Linked DNA regions of Sus scrofa: region 1 is linked to region 2. A link is a contact called in public Hi-C data. All regions are on one chromosome and are shown on one strand. Each heading gives the region's core, a stretch centred on a gene start, on an enhancer-like site or on the middle of the called end of the contact. The rest is flanking DNA. Distances are from core to core; before and after follow the strand shown. Region 1 has its middle 140 kb from the start of ESRRG. Region 2 overlaps ESRRG (estrogen-related receptor gamma).

Region 1 (3,905 bases), core at 114-2,613, 220 kb after region 2:
CCCCAACTCCTAATTTATTACCTCTTTCCCCCTTTGGTAACCATATGTTTGATGTCTATGTCTGTGCATCTATTTCTGTTTTGTAAATAAGTTCACTTGTATCACTTTTTTAGATTCCACATGTAAGTGATATCATATGGCATTTGTCTTTGTCTGATTTACATCTCTTAATGTGATAATCTCTAGGTCCATCCATGTTGCTGCAAATGGCATTGTTTAAGTCTTTTTTATGGCTGAGTAATATTCCATTGTATATATGTACCACATCTTCCTTATCCAATCCTCTGTTGATGGACATTTAGATTGTTTCCATGTCTTGGCTATTGTGTATAGTGCTGTAATAAACACTGGAGCGCGTGTATCTTTTCAAATTACGGTTTTCTCTGGATAGATGCCCAGGAGTGGGATTGCTGGATTATATGGTAGTTCTATTTTTAGTTTTTTAAGGAACCACCATACTGATTTCCATTGTGGCTGCACCACTTTCCATTCCCACCAACAGTGTAGTGGGGTTCCCTTCTCTCCACACCCTCTCTAGAATTTATTATTTGTAGATTTTGAGGATAGCCACTCACTGGTGTGAGGTGATACCTCATTGTAGTTTTCTTAAAAAACAGTGATAATGGCATCCCTACTCAAAGCAACAAACACTTACCTTGGAGCTGACAAGGGACACACTGGTACTTTTTTTTTCTTTCCTTATACCCACACCCATGGCATGTGGAAATTCCGAGGCCAGGAATTGAATCTGAGCTGCAGCAACGCTGGATCCTTTAACCCACTGCACTAGGCGGGGGATTGAACCCACGCTTCTGCAGCAACCCAAGTCGCTACAGTTGGATGCTTAACCCACTGCACCACAGGGGGGACTCCTGATCCTTTATTAAACATGCCAAGCTTTGCATCTGGTCTCCAGGAGCTGGGAGGGACTGCGATAACACTGTGACAGCATGTGGCTTTGTGCAGAGCTAGGAGTTGTGGCCAAGGTCATCTGACTCATTTTATGTGAGAACTTTTCTATCCATCAGGAATGACTGGCTGACGCCCCAATGAAAATTACTAAAGCATAGTTATAGCTCAATAAGTACAGTTGCTATTCTTGGTATTATGCTAATGAATATTTTTAAAAGATTAAAGGCTTATTCTACAGGTCACACAACAGGTAAAAGATGGGGTCAATATTAGAACAAAGCCTGCCTGCCCTCTAAACCTAGGTGCTTTGAACTGCATGTTCTGTAGAGCAAATTCAACTTCTTAATATGGGACTGGAGCCAAAAACACTAGTTAGGTGAAGGACTAATTTGGAATATAGGTATCAGCACTGGAGAATATTTTTAAAAAAATGAATCAGGCTTAGATCTTTGGCGTTCCCATCAGTCAGAGTCAGCCAACGCACTGTTTCCAAGTGAGGTTTGCCAATAGAATAGATAAGACTCATTTTCAGTTAGCACATTAATTGTTGGTATGCGGTATTTTTTTTCATGTTAGAGAAAAACATGTATTGAATTTCATCATTTATATTCACTGTGTTGTAACCAAATTAACCTTGCCATAAATTTTGACATTTAAAAACAGAGGACAACCTGATTTTTCAACTCTCTTGCTTACATGTCCCTTTCAGTTCACGGGCAGGGCTCATAATTCGGAGCCACTGTGCATTAACCCTCTCATACTGTACTTACTAAGAACCAAATTCAGAAGGTAGAAAAATGCCAATATAAATCAATTCCCCCAAACTGCCCAGGGGTGTGTTGTCACTATTTTTTTTTTCTAATTTTATCCTTATGGCACATTCTTCTGCTAAAATATTTTTTAAAATAATTTATTCCCATTGATTGACAAATCAATCCCATGATATTGAGTTTATAGTAGGTATTAGCTTCTGAGCAAACTTTGCTGGTAAGATAGTCCAAAGTTAAATAAGGCTTAGGCTGGCCTCCCTAAGTTTTTAATTTAACTTAAGTCTGTATTTTAAGGCCCTTCAAAAGAATTATAAATATAGAATGTGAGCTGAATAATTCCACAAGTTACCATTAAACAACTTTGCATCCCTGGTGGACAAAGTATAAATAACCTCACCGTCTACTACCTCTTCCTTTGGCCCAAACACTGGAACTTCATCCAGGCACAGAACAGTGTAACTGGGAGATGAAGATTTTTTTTTCTAAGCAGAAAGCATACCGTCGAGAATATGAATCACTAAGGATGACATTAAATCTTGCAAAGAGATAATATATGTCTCTGTGGTGGCTCAGGAGACTAACAATAAATGTTAAATATTAATAAGATTGTGGAAATCCTCCTGGATCCTGTGATAAAGTAGCACCAGAAAAAGGGGAAAGACAGGGAAAAAAAAAAAGAAAAAACAAAAAAGCGGGACCTGGGGAGTGGTCCTTCTTGCAGTTCAGTGTATGTTTTATGTGGAGGGAAGAAGTAAATAAAGAGAAATGTTTTCCCACAGGGAAAAGACAGCACTCGGAGTGTATAAAATGTAGAAAATAGATACTGTTCTTCATAGAAAGGCGCTGGACCCGCTTCTTGTGCACTAAGATGCAAAGAAAAGTCGGCCACGTTCTGAGCGTGAGTCCATTCGCTTCGGAGTTCTGTTCTCTCAGTTCTTGCGCTGACTTTGGTCCCTAGGCATGGCGGAAACCGTGGTCCTGACAGCGGATGCACCTGTCAACCCATCGCTCCGAGAGCGAGGGCCCGGACCCAGCGTTAGCCCGTGGCACCTCCTCCAAGTCTGAGGCCCTCCAAGTCCCTGAGAATATCTGCAGACCAACTATGAGGGAGGGACCGTGTCTGTGGCTACCACTGGCTCATCCCGCACTTATTTCTGAGAAGAAGCCCTACTTTTAGGCTCGCCCTCTCCTGCCCCGACTCTACCGAGCCTGCCGGATGGGGCCACTTGGGCCGGTGGTCAAATGCATTTTCTCCTCCAGAAAAAAGGGGTGGAGACGGCTAACCTAAAAACAGGGGGAGGCAGGACATCCCTAGGCTTGCGTCCTTTTGAGTGTTCAGCCTCATGTCTGCCTTTTTTTTTTTTTTTTTTTTCCGTAAGTTTTATTGAAGTAGAGTGGATTCGCAAGGTTGGGGTCATTTCTGCTGCATGACAAAGCGATTGAGTTCTACATGGACACACGCCCATTCTCTTCCAGATCCTGTTCCCACATAGGTGATCACAGAATGTTGGGTAGAGTTCTCGGTGCTCTGCAGCAGGTCCTGGTTAATTGTTAAAAAAGAATAGTGGAGTTCCCGTCGTGGCGCAGTGGTTAACGAATCCGACTAGGAACCATGAGGTTGCGGGTTCGGTCCCTGCCCTTGCTCAGTGGGTTAACGATCCAGCGTTGCCGTGAGCTGTGGTGTAGGTTGCAGACGCGGCTCGGATCCCACGTTGCTGTGGCTCTGGTGTAGGCTGGTGGCTACAGCTCCAATTCAACCCCTAGCCTGGGAACCTCCATATGCCGCAGAAGCGGCCCAAGAAATAGCAAAAAGACAAAAAAAAAAAAAAAAAAAAAGAATAGTAATAATCACCTGGCCATCCTGGAGGTGGGGGTAGAAGAGCCAAAGAAATACAACGGCCTCCCCAACCTCACATCGAGGGCTGTGCCTTCACGGAAGGAAAATTTCCTCTTTTTTTTTTTAACTTCTAGAATTCTTTAAAAAGGACACTTCTTTAATATTATAAAATGTGAATCTGGGAACAACCTCAGGAGTCATTTGGTTCAATCTCTAATATCAAATAAATCAAAATGAAAACCTGATTTCCTTTTTAAAAAAATTCCCTGAGGAGACAGCACGTCATCTTTGGCAGAATGTGATCAAACTGTCAAGTATTTCTTCCATTGGTCCCATTGAACCTCCCATCTTTTTTTTTTTTTGGTCTTTTTAGGACTGCACCAGTG
Region 2 (3,978 bases), core at 1,380-3,879:
TCCTGATCCGGGCCTGCATGTCAGACGGACCCAGGCCTTTCCTCCACAGAAGAGTGGCCAGGAGCTTGGGAAAGGGCAGCGGCTCCCATGGGCAGAGGAAGAGGAGAAGTTCTCCAAATCGCGGGCATTCCTTATACGTGTTAGGGGAACTTGAACAAACAGACTATGAGTTGCGTGGAAGAATCAGCCTGGAGGCACAGAGAAGCCTGCTCTGAACAAATGAATGGTGACTGTTCTTTGAAACAGAAGGGGATCAGCAACAGGGGGATTGGCCTTCTTTCTTTCCAACTCTCTACCCCAAGCATGCCAGTCTTCTCCAACTTGAATATACTCTTACCGTGTGCTACTTGGGGTTGTCAGGAAGAAAGAAGAAAGCATGACACTGAAGACCTCAAGCACTAGAGTGCCTCTCTTCCCCAACTCCAGTACCAACAGGAAGGCATTGTATAGTAAGAAAAATGCAGAGGTGTCCAACTGCTACTAGAAAGATAAACAGTATTTAGTGCCCCACAAATACTGATGCTCAGAACACTGACATATCTTTAGTTATTTGTGCTATAGCTTCCTTTCCGGTTTTTTCATGGCAACTGAGGTTTAATACAATAGGCCACACTTTGGCAAAGTAAGATTCCAGCTACGACAAACTTAATTCCCTGGCCTCAGAACCCCCTAGAAGGTATGAAAGCAGCAAATCTAGCTAACTTCCCAATTCCCCCACAAATCCCCTCTGCGAATATGACTTTCCATGTGGCATTTCCAAGGGAAAATTCCATTGTTCAGTGTGTTCTTAGAGAACCTCCCATGAGGCTCACCTAGAGAAATTTTACCTATTTTTCTTTGAAACATGAGATTTGAGAGGATCAAATCCATCCCGGTGATGGCATTTTAAAGAGGGAGCTCATATTCCCACTGCAAACTCTGGAGATGAGACAGACAGCAGCCAGAGAGGAAGTGACGGCCACTCGTGTGAGCACCCACCTCCTAAGTTACAAGGCTGAGCTGCAGGGGACACTCCTTTCTTCAGCATTTACATACAACCTGAAGACCCGTTTGGTTGAGGATGGCTATTGGAGAGGAAAAGACAGGCGTGGAACCAGGTGAAGAACTGGCAAGCAGTGTGTTATAAAACCTTTTCCTTTTCCTCCCACTAGAAGCTAATATAAACCTGCTTTATGATGGCAATCCTAGTTTCCCAGAGAAGCACTTTGGCAACAACAGCACCGTAGAATGAAAGCTTGAGCAACTGGGGGCATTGAGAACAATAAAGCCTTCTTTCCAAATGTATTGTTGTCCCTGCAGCCATTGCTCTGTTCCTTACACTTCCTGCCAGAAGCTCACCTTGTTCCGACCGACTTGAGCCCGGAAGTGTCTGAGTACTGAAGGGCACAGGCGTGGTACATCCTCAGTGGAGCTGCATTAAGGATTAACTGAATCCTTGGATAGCCAGAACTGGCAGTTCCTGGTGTGCAGTAAGCTCTACATAAGTACCTGATACACAGTAAACTCTACATAAGTCATTGCAATTGATATTGTTGGGATGGTGGCTGCCCTATGTAGCTCAATGGCCACCACATGCATATTCTACTCCCATTATTTTTTACAGCAAATATATGACTCGTTAAATATATGACTTGTTTGTCTTTTTCACCTTTATTCCACATCCCATGGGGAAAATTCTAACCAGGAAATCATCCACGTTTTTTTTTTTTAAATCTGAAGATATTTAAGCTACCTACTTTCTCCCTTACCTTTTAAATCTTGGAAGCGCAAAGCTTCTCCATCGCAACAGGGTTGACATTGTGGGTTGGATAATTCCTTATTGTGGAGGGGCTGCTGTGTACATTGTATGTTTAGCAGCATCAGCAGTGTCTACTCACGAGATCCCAATAGCATCCTCTTCCCAGTTGTAAGCATCAAAAATGTCTTCAAACATAATCCCTTAGGGGGCAAAAGTGCCCCAAGCTGAGAACCATTGGTCTAGCGCCATTTTGAAACAGGCACAAGTTCTCTAAAATACGTCTCAAACATAAAATGCTGCGGGCCCTGCTGGGGATTTCACTCATGCTACAAATAGCATTTTACTAGCAGTGAACTGAAACCCAAAGCCTGATGGGGATGGTGAAATGCTGAGCACTAACAAGCTATGGTGAGCCAAACAGTCCAAACTTCTTCACATATGCAAACTCAACATTTAATTTTCTGCAAGATTACCCACAATAATTACAAAGTTTCTATAACACAGCTTTAAAAGCTTGAAACTCTGAGATCCATAGGAATTGATCTTTTATCTTTTACCTTGGCTGTGTACTGTGTCTGTGTAACACAGCAAATGAATGTAAGCAATATTTTCCTCTAATTTCTAGGAGTATTAAAGTGAAACTTTACTCAAATTGATTATTAAATAATCCAACGGAGAGAAATACAGAGTAAAGCTCTAGCATGCACACAACATTTTCACATTAAGCATGCATCCTTCAGCTGAAAATATCTGTTGTCCATGTGATGATCAGAGTTTGACATTCTAAAAATAATGTTGAAACATTAGCTGGCCGCTGCAACTGGTTAAAGATGGTTTGAGGACAAAAAGCTGACACGTATAGGGCACCAGTGTGTTCACTCTGCCAGTCACATACTGTACTTTGGAAGCCTCAGCAATAGCTTGAATGAACTTCCCAGCAGGAATCTATGGTCCATGCGGACTGATGCCAGATCAACTTGTAGATTTCAGAGCCATTATCAAATACATAATTTCTCTGTCATAGTCTTAGAATTAAGCCAAACCAAGGACGTCACCCTCTTACCCAGAAACGAGTGAGGATTGTATCTACCTGACATTAGCAAAACAAAGCTTGGATGAGAACACAGCACAAATTCTTTCCACCTTCTCCTGGTCACACGACTTAGGAGGTTTCGTTCCAGAGGGAAAAAAAAGAAACCCCTCTTTTAACTAAGTATCCGACCAACACAGCTTTATCCACCTTCTACTATTCACATAACTTAGAAAGTTTCATTCCAAATGGGGAAAAAAAAAACCAAAAAACAAAAAACCCTACTTTAAGGTATCAGACCAATGCAGTTTTATCCCAAGGATATTAATTGCTTTGATGAAGGAATGTTGCACCGTCCAGCCACTCTCTGGACCATTTTTAGTTATCCCTTCGTGTCTAAGATGATATTACTGACAGGGATCATGCTTCTATTACATGGCAAAGTGCGTGGGACAACAGATAACCAGGAACAAAGTTTGTAGGTACATGGTCATTTCTCTTTTGCTTCGAGCTGCTGCAGCTCCATCTTCTGAGAACTAGAGAATGTCCTTCCACTCCACCGCCTGACCTAAGTGAGGAAAGGGACTGGGGCGGGGGATGGAATTCACCTGCCCTCTGTGTGGGTCCCCCAGGGGCACCTCCTATCCCTGACCTCTGACCTCCATTTTTGGTTGAGGGCAAAGTTAGAATCTTTGCACCATCCTGTAGCCACAGACATGGCACACACACACGCACACACAAAGACATGACAAGTTGTTTCTTCTAATATTCTCAGGGCTATTTTTATCCCCTTCCTAGAGTTCTTGCCATTTGGTCTTCAGTCCTACCCTATACAAACCTTCTTCCACAACCAGGATCTCTTAGAAGCAGTATCAATTCAGATCTAGCTATCAGGAGACTCCATCTAGACTCTCCTGCACACTTGTTAACAAGCAGTGTTACTCTGAACAAGCCACTTCATTCACCTTGCTAAGTTAATTCAGCTATAAAAAGGAAATAATTTGTGACTTCATAAACTTTTCACTATACAAATATCATGCATTATTAGAAGAAACACTTAAATCTGGAGAAACAGTGGAAGGGAGTCATTCTGCATCGATTTCAGTGGACACGGTAAGAAAACGATTACTTATCAACAAATTCTCAAGCAGCCCTTCTCCCAGTTGGTCAGGTGGCTCCATGACCTTCTCAAGGAAAAGGAGAAAAGGCA

Evidence for each region. Hi-C and Micro-C count contacts between places; a contact is called where the count stands out from the background.
Region 1: a Hi-C map of heart right ventricle shows a contact between it and region 2, with 6 times the contacts expected there. The contact joins two enhancer-like sites. A contact is called at or near these places in 1 of 47 Hi-C or Micro-C datasets (heart right ventricle) and 1 of 2 datasets of contacts at active chromatin or transcription factors (skeletal muscle).

The regions. Positions count from the first base shown.
Region 1 is chr10:7,512,333-7,516,237 of Sscrofa11.1, forward strand. No RefSeq gene overlaps it. Among named protein-coding and RNA genes, the nearest start is that of ESRRG, 140 kb to the left of the region's middle. Within about 2 kb of position 1,364, at least 2 of the 83 cell types and tissues checked have an H3K27ac peak or open chromatin away from gene starts, as enhancers often do.
Region 2 is chr10:7,295,387-7,299,364 of Sscrofa11.1, forward strand. All of the region lies in intron 2 of ESRRG (estrogen-related receptor gamma), which reads right to left. Among named protein-coding and RNA genes, the nearest start is that of ESRRG, 74 kb to the right of the region's middle. Within about 2 kb of position 2,630, at least 1 of the 83 cell types and tissues checked has an H3K27ac peak or open chromatin away from gene starts, as enhancers often do.